Linked DNA regions of Rattus norvegicus: region 2 is linked to region 1. A link is a contact called in public Hi-C data. All regions are on one chromosome and are shown on one strand. The core of a region is the stretch at or near the end of the contact, and the rest is flanking DNA. Distances in the headings are between cores, read along the strand shown.

Region 1 (6,376 bases), core at 2,186-4,685:
TTTGCTTCTGAAAGATGAAAAAACTGGACTCAAGGTTCTCTGAACAAGATGAATGTATATATTACTGAAAAAAAGATTATACACTTAGAGACAGTTAAGGGAGTAAATTCATATTATTTATATTTTACCACAATCATGCCTTTCAAATACCTGTATCATTAAAGAGCAATAAGTTAAATAAAGACAGTTCTTTCAAGCTTGAGAGTGAAGATTCCATGCCACCATCTTGAGAGTATCTGGGCCTTTCCCTTAGGTTCTGGGACATTCTAGATCTCTGAAAGGATAGCACTCTTCTCTCCACTGTCTAGTGTTTCAGTTCATAAACTTCGCTTCTGCCTATTTCAAATAATTATTGCACTCATCCCTGATTGAACTGTAAAACAAGCAAACACTCAAGGAGAAGCAGCTATGAATGAAGCATAAGGCCTAGGGGAGGAAGAGCATCATGTTCTAGAATGTGTAGTTCCAAACAACTGGATAGTTCAAAATTGTTTTAGAATTAAGCCATTCTGAAGCTAAGCCCAGACACTTGGTTTAAATTCTGGGCTGCCTGTTTGCTAGCTGTATTCCTTTCACTTTCTTGTCTCAATTTCCCCATCCTTCAATGGGACTACTGATAGCATCTAAAGTCATTGATTTGAATTTATGAAGCTGGTGGCACACAACCAGCCATAAATAAGAAGCTCAATGATGCTTGCTAAACGCATCCGTAGGCTGTACTCTAATGACATAGCAAAGGACTTCCTAGGAACGAGGGACTCTGGGTTGCACTGCTCCCCAGGGTACTACCAATGTAGCAAAGAGGATCCCACTTGTTTGGCTACTTCATGAAAATGCTCAAATCCCTGAAAATACTCCTCCATGTGTGATGACTGAGAACAGATTGTGAAATGACGAGAAACTATGACGACTGCTCAGTTCCCTTGGACTGGGCTCAATGCAGTTGCTTTTCCTGCAGCTTTAAACTGCACAGAGGCAAGTGGGAAGTGTGCCTGTTGTCATGGTGTGCGTGCTATGATTGGTTTGGAAGACAAATGAGGTGTTTCAATCAAATCTTATTTCTAAGTTTAGAGAAAGGGGTAGAAAGAAAGAAAGAAGGGAGGCAGGGAGGGAAGGGAGAGAGAGAAAGAGAGAGAAGAGAGAGAGAGAGAGAGAGAGAGAGAGAGAGAGAGAGAGAGGCAGAATCAAGCACAAATCCAAAGTTGAAGAATATTTGTTCTGTCAAACTGGAGTCATGTGTAGAATCACAATGACGGTCCAGGCATGAACCTGAGCTGCATTACAAATGTGAAATGTTTTTACGAGGACCAGATGGAAACAGTAAATGTCCAGAGAATTCGAGAACATGTTAAAAATGAAAATCCCCATCCGCACACAATAGCCATGCCTGATGTGTGCTACTGCAAAACTGGGAAATATTTAGCACATAAACTCTCCAGGAGATCGCTTATCATTGAAAACTAAGCAGGCCTTAAGAGTTCCCAACTGGTGACAATTTGGCTACAATTCTCTGGCACTGAAGCTTAGACAACAGCAACTTAACCTGAGCAAAAATTGATAAGACATAATACTTGATATTTATCATTGTTTTGATACAAGAAACTAAACAATGGTAAACTCTAAATCTCAAACTTGACCAAGACCATAGAGGTTTTAATTAGTATAAGCTGGAAAAAAATCACATATTAATTAATTACCTTCATATTTGAAATGTTTTTAAATTGGGTTGTTTTTTTATTTGCTAATTTCTTTTGTGCATCTGTTCACACTTCAGAAATATCCTAATTGTTTGACAAACAGTATGTGTGTGGGTTCCCTACAGCCTATAATTTCTGATGTTATATTATTAGATTCCTCTCTGACTGCCAATATCCGAATGGCAAAATCAGGAACAAAATAAGTCTATCCCAGATGCAATGAAAAGGCAGCTCTCTCAGTACTGAGACACATAAGAGCCCCAGTTCAGCATCTGCTTGCCAGTTGTCATGAGATATGGAAAATAAATGGCCTCTGTCCTCAAAGAGGTTAGCTTAATAAAACGATGCTTGATATTTATTACCACACAATGCCCTTCAAATGACATTTCTACCATGGTAAAAAAGAAAAATCTCCATGCTGCTGCTGTTGTTTCAATGACCTGGCTGCAGCAGACAGACAAAAAGATATTGATGATTTTGCTTTATGTATTTCAATGGACAAGTCTCTGACCATTTACTCAGTAGGGATTGTTTTCATTACCGTGTTGATGACAGAAGAAGCCCTGATCCAGTGTGAGTCAAAGAGACATAGTTATGGTTAAAGAATAAATTTTCACCAACAACTGCCCTGCAGGGTAAAAGACTGACCCAGCTTTCTATTCATAGAAATAAGCTAAAGGGTCTGTGGTTCTTTCAGGATGTGATACTACTGAATGAATGGGAGGGACGGGACTTCTCTGTAAGGTATGGCGAGGACGATTACAACAGGATGTCAGAGATTTATATAGAGAATATGCATAAAAATATATCTGATAAATATGAGAATGAGAATTTAGGAAGTTGTCAATATATTAATTTTTTAAAGGAAAAAAAATAAATATTTGTTTTGTTCTGCATGTCAGTTATCTGATCTAACTCTCACATGCACACATTAAATTTTATTGCATAGTGAAGAGAGTGGAGGAAGACACTTAGCATTTGACTAATAGTGCTCTTCCTATAAGATCACTTTCCATGGCTTCCTGTCACGTGTTTGTATGTGTGTGTCTGTGGGGTGTGTGTGTGTGTGTGTGTGTGTGTGTGTGTGTGTGTGTGTGTGTGTGAGAGAGAGAGAGAGAGAGAGAGAGAGAGAGAGAGAGTTATAGCATACATATGTTACTTTTAAACATAAAATTACCACTTTGGAGTGGTACATTTACCATTTTATCTGTCATACTGTATCTTAAAGTCTCATTTTTCCTGTTTGATTTAACTTGGGAACTCGGCTCTTCAAAACAGAAGGTACCCAAACAGTCAGAGAACACAGAGTCCTATGCCAGATTTCAGGATTCCTAGCCTTAGCAATTAGAAAAATGGAATTGCATCTCACTGTAATGGGAACCCTGGGACCAGCGAAGGGCAAAACCTATGATAGGAATTTAGAAGTACTGAATGTTACCTGTGCAGAATCTGGTAGATTTAAGGAAGGATATGGCTATAGCTAGAGACATGGGGATCGCCATCATATGGATGCTGATTAAAATCATGTGTCTAAGGCATGGTCTATGCAGTGAGTGCAGAGAACAACAAACCAAAACTTGACCTACATCCTTCAGGACATCCCAACCTATACAGCGTTGAGGCCATGGCAAATCAGATGAGAAAACAGGAAGAACAGCCAGTCTGTTTAGGATTGACACTAACTCCCTGGCAAACAAGCTAGGGCAGTGCTCAGCAAAGTGGGTGATCCCTGTGTCTCAGCTGTGGGTGGAACTCAGTGTAGCAGGAAAGCTAGCCAAGACGCCCGGTGCACACACACCGAAACCTCCAAGCTTGCAGTAGCAACAGGAGGAAAAAACTGTTTAGAAATCTCTAACAGGATTAACTTCAGGAGAGGGAACTAGGAGAGCAGTGTGGGAAATTATGAGGTATCAGAAATAAGATAACAGATGGAGGATCTCACAGAATCACAGAGTGCCATACAAAACACAGGGCTAGCAGATCTGTGGACTGAGACAAATCAATAGCTGGATTGGACACTGGTGATGTGAGGACATCAGGGACAAAGGTTAACCTTCTTAGATGACTTTTTTTTTTGAGAAATTAATCACTCTGGAGTCTGGAGTACTGCTAGCAAGAGACGGGCTCTGTAAGCAGATAGTACATGCTTGTCATCACAGGGGAACAAAACAATAGTGTGTGGTCAGAGGATGAAGACTGTAGTGGAGGGTGAGAGGTCTGCAGATACGGGAGGTAAAACAGGTGGGTGGTTGACTTAAATGAAAGGGTGAAAGAAAGACTGAAGAGATGGCTCCATGCCTGAGGCAGCTAGACGCCTTCCATTTCCCTCTACAGAGAGGTAATGTATGGAAAGTGTCCTTTGTAATCTTCTAACACATTTCCCTTCATACTTTCCAATCTGTCAGATTCTATAAGTAGAGATTAATGTTTCCCCTGTAATGTTTATTTCCCCAATAGACCCATACACTGAGCATCCTGAGTCAATTATGCTTAACTAGATGCCAGGCCCTCACTGTAAGGAGACTCTCAATGAGGAGATGTGTGATTATACCGGATGTCTCCCCACAAAAGTTGGGAACTTAGTTACAAAGGAGGTGAACTGGATTGTGGTCATTGCCAGAAATGTCAAACTAAATTACAATACATAGGCCATCTCTTAGTTGCTTGGTATCCTGGTTGCCTAGTATCAAAAAGCCTCATATCCCTAGTTATAAGTGGAGAAGTAGAGAATTAGCTAAATGATAGAAGCATGTAATATAATCCTCCTTCTCTTTCCCCCTTTCGAATGTGGAACAGTTTACATACTGTTATTCTTGTTCTCTGCCTTGGGAAAGATTTCCTCTCCACTCACAGTCGCAGACTACCTGCTTCCTGCTAGTGCTCCAGATTCCACAGTGATTAATTGCCTAGGAAGATGTTTACCCTAACAGGAGCAGAATTGAATCAAAAAGAAAGAAGTGAAAATGAAAAACACCATTTAAAAATGTCAAGCATGCACAAATTCAGCAGTGCCATCAGAATTTTGAAACAGGTCTTGGGAGATGTTTCGGTGGTTAAGAGCACTAGTTATTCTTGCAAAGAACCTGGGTCCAATTCCCAGCACCCACATGGCTACTGACAATGGCCCATACCTGCAGTTCTAAGGGATATGATGGCCTCTTCTGACTTCATGGGCATCAGGCACACATACAGTATACAGATATAAAGACAAGAAAAGCAGTCACATATACAAAACAAAAGGACAGAGAGGGTGCAGGAAGACCCCCAAAGCACAAAGTACTTGGCAAAAGCCAAGTTTTCGACCATTGCATAAATGAGGGTCGAAGAGGTGATTCAGTAGTTGAAATTACTCATTGCAGAGGATCGAGTCCTGTTAGCCTCAGCCATAATGGACTTCACACAATCACTTGTAACAGTAGTTATAGGAGATTCAATGTCTTATTTTGGTCTCTGTAGGCATCTGCACATAAATAGTGCACATATATACATGGAGACACACACCACATATATGTAAGAGAAAAAAGTATATTTTTAAAAAATATGACTAATGTATTTGAGTAATTATATATTAAAGCTGACAGCGTTTTAAAAAATACACTGAGCATAAAACTTTTTAGAAGACTTTTATGTTTTCCTGAATGCCTGTCATGTTTTGCAGACAACTAGACCACTGTGCAGATACTGATATGTAATATCCATTTCTTCCTATCTAGGGTAAAGGTGGCAGAACAAGTATGCACCAGACCACAATTGGTATGATTGCACCCAGCACCAAATGTACGTGTGTGCTAAGTGGATATTTGGGATTTAACCACCTTACAACTGAAAGCCTCTGAGGATGTATCTGTTGGGACTAGGCTCCACAGACTGTACATTTTGATTGGTTGTGGTTTTCTACAAACCAACTCGTACACCTAAGGCTTGGGAAACAGGGCAGAAGATGGGATGGAAAGATTGTAAAAGCCAGAGGTTCATGGGGCTTGCTATGAAATTGTGTCTTCAAGAAATACTCAGAAGCAACAACCATAAAGTCTTACAACCATGACTGTCTAAACATGAGCTGAACAAGGATAATGACAGTGGACATGCTAGCATGGATGAGGAAAGCCTACAAGGCCTCCTCCCCTCATGAGAACTGTAGGCAACTCAACAATACTGAGATTGGAAGAAACATTGTCTTGGAGAAGAACACGTGGATTATCCAATACTGAACTATGACCCCTGGAAACTTTCATACAAGTAGCATTATCCAAGCTGAACTGGTTGTTTGTCCTACTAAGGTTTGTATACATAGAAAGGCCATGGATTTGAAAGAGGGCATGAAGAGCCATATGCAAAGATCTGAAGGGAGGAGAGAAAGGGGGAAAGTGATGTAATTATAATCTCAAAAAATAAAGGAAATAATTTTTAAGGATGAAATGTAAAAGCCCTCCAAGCCCTTAAATCCCAAGGAAGCACCGACTTATGAAAGTTGTACTTTCAAGATCAGCAAAACGGTGGAATGGTTGCTTAATTTAATCTATAATTTCCAAACAGACTCCTAAAAATCAGACTTTTATTAATTTATATAGAATCAAAAGCTTGGCAAAATTCTGAAAAGTCCCCAAACTGTTTTCTTCTGGTCTATTTTATTTTTCCCTGCCATTAAGATTTCAGTTTATCCAAGTGGCCTCTTTCCA
Region 2 (6,295 bases), core at 874-3,373, 240 kb before region 1:
TCTTCAAGTTTAAACTCTCCACATTATTTTTATTCCACATAAGAAACAGAAGAATTTAACCTAGGGTTTAATTAACCTCTTCTATAAAGGCTGAGTGAGCTGAGGACTCCTCGTGGTGTTTTGAATGAGCTTGTGTACTAGTAGAGTAGGAATTAACCCAGGAGAAACACACATTCCAAAGCTAGCCTTTTGTTTGCAAAATGCCCTGGGAATGAACCTGGGCTTACTTTGAGTTCACTGCATGTCTCTTGCTCTCCCATGATAAAATCCAGACTATGTAGGCTTGGCAGTGTCTATGGTTTGGAGGTTAGGCTAACAGATAGCACATGTAAAGAAACCTGGCCTTCAGCACATGCTCATTCAATGTGAGAGGCCTTCTGTGCTTCGGAGTTTAGTGTGCAGGTGTGTGTCTCTCTTATTACCAATTAGTATAGTCTCCTTCAGAGCACACAGACTTTTGAGGAATGAGATCTGATTTTAACTCTTCTATGATGTTTCATATTGTTTTGCTCATTTTAAAAAGACCCCTACAGCCTAGCATACTGCAAAGTATATAGAAGAGTCAATATATATTTTATGAATAAGTAGAAAATGTGGATTTTGGCCCACTCATGATTGGAATGTTTTATAACTATATACTACTTTAAAAACCAGATTTGTTTGGTTTTTGTTTTTTTAACATGCATTTAAGTGTTTGCCTGCATGTATATATGCAAACCATACATGTGTATGGTGCCCACAGAGGCCAGAAGAGGGTGTTAGATCCCCTAGAACCAGAGCTTCAGATAATTGTGAACAACCATATGGGTACTGGCAACTTAGCCTAGGACCTCTGCGAGAACGGCAAGTGCTGTTAATGGCTGAGCCAGTTCTCCGACTCCTAGACTAGAGTACTTCCAATAAAAGTTGTTGGCAGAGGGACTCTGCAAAATATTTTCCTACTGCCAACTTTAAAACATTCCTTACCTTTTTACAAGAAGGTGAATCTTTTGGGGTTTCTTTTTAACAGAGGACAAGAACCTAGTGGACTTTTCCAGACTGGAGATTCTAGGGAGTTACTGATACTTTCATAACATACAGCATCAAAAAATGATTGAGTGTGTGCCCAGAAACCTTTTAAGGCATGGCTTCCAGCAACCAATTTTATTTGGGTTCAGAAACTTAAGCGAACAGGCAATACAAAACCTTTGTCATTCTTTAAATTAAAAAGCAGTTATCTGCAAGTAGTATCAGCCAATCAAAACTATTGTCTGTCCAAGGAGCCAGTCGGTGGGTAAGTATGATGATGAAGTTTCACAGAAGGGACACAGGTATGTGGCTGGATGACCCCTTAGCTAAATGTCACTGAGCAAAGGCCAATGAATGAGGCTGGTAAGCAACCACCATTTGTGTTCCAGCCCAAGACCTCCTACATCCCTAAATTCAAGTATGATTTGCAAAAGGTGGTAAGGTTTCCATTCCATAAACGATTTAACAGTTCAGGAAATAAACCCAGTGGAACTTTTCAGATAACAGACATGAGCACTGTGCTTGAGATTTTTGGTTTGTTTTCTTTTTGCACCATGGGAACCCTAGGCAATATTCCTCAAGTTCTTAAGATGGATGTCTTTGTCACTTGTCCAGTTTCTCCCCTTCCTCCCTTGGGATGGCCACAGTTGCTGCTGCTGCTTCAGTAGGGTCAAGGGTGAGGTGAACCCAGAGGGGAACCGGAAGAGGTTTACTTACTGTTCGCTGGGAAGTGAGGAGTTCCTTGACATCGCTTTTGGTGACAAGTCATAGTCGCTGTCGGATCTGTAGAGAAAAGACTCTCTGCGTTGGCTGTGCCCAGGGAAGGCGGCATGAAGTACCAGTCCTGAAGAAGAGCTGGCTTGAGGGTCCAGTGGGCTCCGACCTGGAGAAGGGCCATTTTCCACATCAAAGCTTCAAAGGAAAGCGGGAAAGTCTGGTCAGTTAAGAACTGCAGAGGACAGTTCACAGATACGGAGAACTTACAGGTGGCAGGCACTGCGTGCCAGGCTCACCCCGCAAAGCTTTGCGGAGAGTTTTAGTCTGTAGCACAGGTCTTGGTTGCAAGGCTTCCTGTTTTGTCCATAGAAAGGCAAGTTCCACAAACTCCACTCATTACCCAGGTTTACTAACCTGGTCGTAAAATAGTAACCCAGAATTTGGACCCAAGGGCAAAGCTTATGACTTCTCCAGAGCCTGACCAAATGTCACAGAAGCAGAAGATAAATAAATAAAGTTGTTGATAACGAGCAACTCCAGAGGGCGGAATCCAGCACAGCTCTAGGTGTCAGACAAAAATATCATGGGAAGGCGTCTTCCTAGCTGGGAGACTTCTTCCTTACATAAATAACAGCCTCATTAAAGAATCCAATTTGCATATTTCTGAATGTTTTGGGAACAAAGTGTTACCCTGAAAACACTGGCTGTCTGATTAGAGAGGCCCAGCCTGATATTTAATATTCATATGTAAATTTAGCCACATAAATGACTTAATTAATCTGATAACACCAAATTACTGTCCCAGGCTGCTGAGCTGGGGCTCTGGAGAAGAATACCATCATAGGCTGTCACAGCACAGGGCCAGGGAGAGTCTGATCACTGTCCCTTCCCTGGGGAAGGTACCTTCAGGCCCTGTGCTATTTTAGAAGCTTGGCATCTTGAACATCAGCAGGAGCCATTTGGGTTTTGCCCCTTGTTTCTGCCCCAGCCTGTTATCACCTTAGAGCGGCATGTCCTTCCCAAGTTTGCTTTAACCATAAGCATTTGTTTCTTTCTGCATGCACAGCTCCACGTAGCTTTGAATGGACAGAGACCACCTTCCCCAGTTTCTCTCACTCACTGCTCCGCTGTTGACCTTTTGCTGAGAGACTGTGGAAGAGGTGGGGAATGTGGGTGGTCTTTTATCCAGTTCAGCTTCCTTTATGCTTACCTAGCTGCCACAGTCCTCTCAGAAATCCTAATCTGGTGTGTGTGTGTGTGTGTGTGTGTGTGTGTGTGTGTGTGTGTGTGTGTTTTACTTTTGCTTAAATTTCTTAAATTTACAAGGTGCTTTCTGGTATATTATTTCATTAAGCCCCACACACTCTGCAAGCTATATAATCTGATTCCATTATATCGAAGGTAAATAAGACAAAGAAAAACAAACATCAGTATCGTGTTTAAGGAAACATGCTAGATCACTGGTTTCCCTGTACTCACTGAGATGGAGGTGATACATCCTAAGACCCTCAGCAGATGTCTGAGGAAACATAGCAGCCGTTCCATGCATACTGTGTTTTTCTGTATAGACACACTGGGGATACAATTTGTAAATCAGCCACAGCAAGAGATTCACTTCAACTATGACCAAGACAATTCTAAACTATACTGTAGAAATGGAGACATAGCCCTGTGGATATAAATAGTGCGAAAACACAGAGATCAGACTCTGCAGCCGAAGCGCCTCTGTGAAGAAGTAGGTGCAGGGTCACAGCTGTAATTCCAGCACTGGCAGTACGGGAGTGAGTCCTGAAAGCTCACTGGCCAGCTAGTCTACGCACGTCAGTGAAGCCCAGGTTTGCTGACAGACCCTGTGCCAAGACCTCCGTCCTACACAAGCATGTGTACACATGTGTTTACAGGAATACACACAAACACAAACACACACACACACACACACACACACACACGAATTTGTGGTAAATGCTATTTAAAACTCATGAACTATTTATTTCTAGACTTTTCCATTTCATAGTCTTGAGCCATCTTTGATGATGGGCAACTGAAAACATACAACGACCACTGATGAGGGAGAGCTAATCCGGTTGCAAGCTGGAACACCGGAAGGCCTGTTTTCCCACTCCATGTCTTTACAGCTATTCTCAACCTCAGTTCAAAACGGCGTGCTGGATAACGGAAGGCCACTTCTTTTCTAACAACACTTGTAATTGGTATGTGAGAGTCAGTCTATGAGCACCCTTGAATGATTCTCCAGGGACCCAACGTGCCATCTTGAGTAAGCCAGAAGGAGGCAGCAGACTGCCTTAACTCTAGCTTCCCGTGGAACCAGAAGGAGGAGAATTTTGATCAAAGCTGCTTTCAGACTCCATACGAAGTCTGACAGGAAGCAGTACACGGGGATTCCTGGGCGAAGGGCCAAGCAGGTGCTGCAGCCACCTACTACGTACCAGGGCTTCCGAGACTCCACAGATGAACCTTCTCAGAAGTGGTCTGGGATGGGCTCCTTCCCAAAGCTGCAGGCAAGTATGAAATCCTTTGAACTCACTTTCTTGCCAGCCTGCCTGGCTTGTACTGCACAACAAGTGGAAAGACAGTGAAGCACATTCAAACTTGCCTTGGGTGAGATCTCTACTAGCTGTTGAGACACCGAACGGTTACTTAGTAAAGAGGATTCTTTGTGACCCTCAAATCCTGTAGAACCTGTAAGTCCTGATTTTGTCTGTGAACTTTTCATCATATATATATATATATGATATATAGATATGGATATATAGGATATATAGATGTAGATATATGATATATAGATATAGATATACATATATGATATATATATATATAGATATGGACATATAATATTTATCTGTATATGTATGGGTATTTGCCTGTTCATATGTCTTGCATTACATATGTGTCCCTTTCCCTGAAGGCCAGAAGAAAGCGGAGTTACAGAGGGTTGAAAGCTACCATGTGGGTGCTGGGAATCAAACCTGGGACCTCTGAAAGGGTAGCTGGCACTCTTAACCACTGTCTCATCTCTCCAGCCTTCAGAACTCTTCTTAATGGCAAAGAAGGCAGGTTCTTAAAAGGTGAAACCAGGATCAGCCAAAGTCTATGAGTGGAGTGAACTTCTAAATTCCACGTGTAACTGTATTATTATTTTTCATCTAGGGGTACATCTTCATAGCCTTTTGATACTAAACCAGCAGAATACTTTTAAGAGTGGCTATTCAGAAGCTCTAGTATAGGCAAGACCAAAGGGTTAGTGTTTGGGATGCCAAGCAGTCTCTAGCTTGAGCATTTTGGTCAGTGCTCGCGTGATACCACTATTACGACTATCAATGCTCTCCGTACCTATACCAGTATCTGGCCAAGTACACGGACTCTTAGAACTTTTTCCATGAGGTTTCTAGTAGGGCTCGTCGTCTTCATGCTGTCAGCATTCCTGCTGTGCAGCAGCTAAGCCATGAAACAGTAGCAGGAGAAAGTGAGGCTGGGGGAGGGGTGCCCTGTCACACTTACTAAGCACATGTGCTAGACGAGCTGACACTAGATTCCTCCCCCCACATACTCTTTCCTCTTTCGTTTTCTTTTCTTCTTTTTCTTTACCCTGTAACCCTGTAGCCTAAACTCAAAAGAGAGCTTGCTGGAGTTCAGAAGAAGCCGGGAAGAGGTCTCAGTTGCTGAGAAGCAGTCTCAGTGAGACAAACGGCCTTTCACATGCCCCAGGGCACTGTCTCAAAGCAACCAGCGCAGATGTACAGCTTCGCAACAAAAGTGAATCACCAACCAGACACCAGCCCCAGTCACAGAAAAATTAGTGCGCAGACGTCACAATACATCCCACAGATCAAAGGAGTAAGGGGAGCAGTGTTGGTCCAGAGAAAGACTAAAGGAGGCCTTAACAAGTGAAATGAATATATCATACAAACCGGAAGACAATCAGGAAGCCCACAATGGGAGAAAAAAAACACATAAATAGGGTTATCATTTATTTAGGGCATTTTCTGTCTCTGCCTTAATGAGGGCACACATTTCATCTTTAGGTTTCCTTACACCCAAACATTACATAAGCAGTACAAGAAAGCTCTGTGAAACATAGGGGAGGAAGAAAATGGCCATTGCTGGCCGTTTAGTATTTTGTATGTGTGTACTACCTGTATGTGGGTGAGTGGGTGGGTGAGTAGTGCGCGTGTGCGTGCATGTGTGTGTGTGTGTGTGTGTGTGTGTGTGTGTGTGTGTTAGGGGAAGATGTAACCACCTATCCATGCAGCAGTACAGAAGCCAGAGGTCAATGGTAGATGTCTTTCTCAGCTGTTCTCTACCTACCAGGGAATCTGTTGGCGTGGCTAGACTTCCGGATGGTGACTGTCAGGGCTCTGCCTGTCTCTGTTGCTCCTCTATTCCAACAATGCAGTTACAGACACATACTGCTCCTTCGCCTAGGTTTTACATTGGTTCTGAGGCTCCAAACTCAGGTTCGTATCCCACCATGGCGAGCATTCTACTAGCTGAGCCCAGCCCCCATCTAAACATTTTTCATATTGATCTGACTATTGATTTCTTTTTAAGG

Evidence for each region. Hi-C and Micro-C count contacts between places; a contact is called where the count stands out from the background.
Region 2: a Hi-C map of liver shows a contact between it and region 1, with 5 times the contacts expected there. The contact joins two enhancer-like sites. A contact is called at or near these places in 1 of 12 Hi-C or Micro-C datasets (liver) and 1 of 1 datasets of contacts at active chromatin or transcription factors (oligodendrocytes).

What each region holds. Positions count from the first base shown.
Region 1 is chr5:122,236,275-122,242,650 of GRCr8, reverse strand. All of the region lies in intron 3 of Pde4b (phosphodiesterase 4B), which reads right to left. Among named protein-coding and RNA genes, the nearest start is that of Pde4b, 210 kb to the right of the region's middle. Within about 2 kb of position 3,435, at least 31 of the 93 cell types and tissues checked have an H3K27ac peak or open chromatin away from gene starts, as enhancers often do. A contact at or near this core is called in liver, where this site is marked.
Region 2 is chr5:122,474,894-122,481,188 of GRCr8, reverse strand. It overlaps Pde4b (phosphodiesterase 4B), which reads right to left. Exons shown (of 17, transcript NM_001398935.1): 4 at 1,726-1,920. Among named protein-coding and RNA genes, the nearest start is that of Sgip1, 290 kb to the left of the region's middle. Within about 2 kb of position 2,123, at least 6 of the 93 cell types and tissues checked have an H3K27ac peak or open chromatin away from gene starts, as enhancers often do. A contact at or near this core is called in liver, where this site is marked.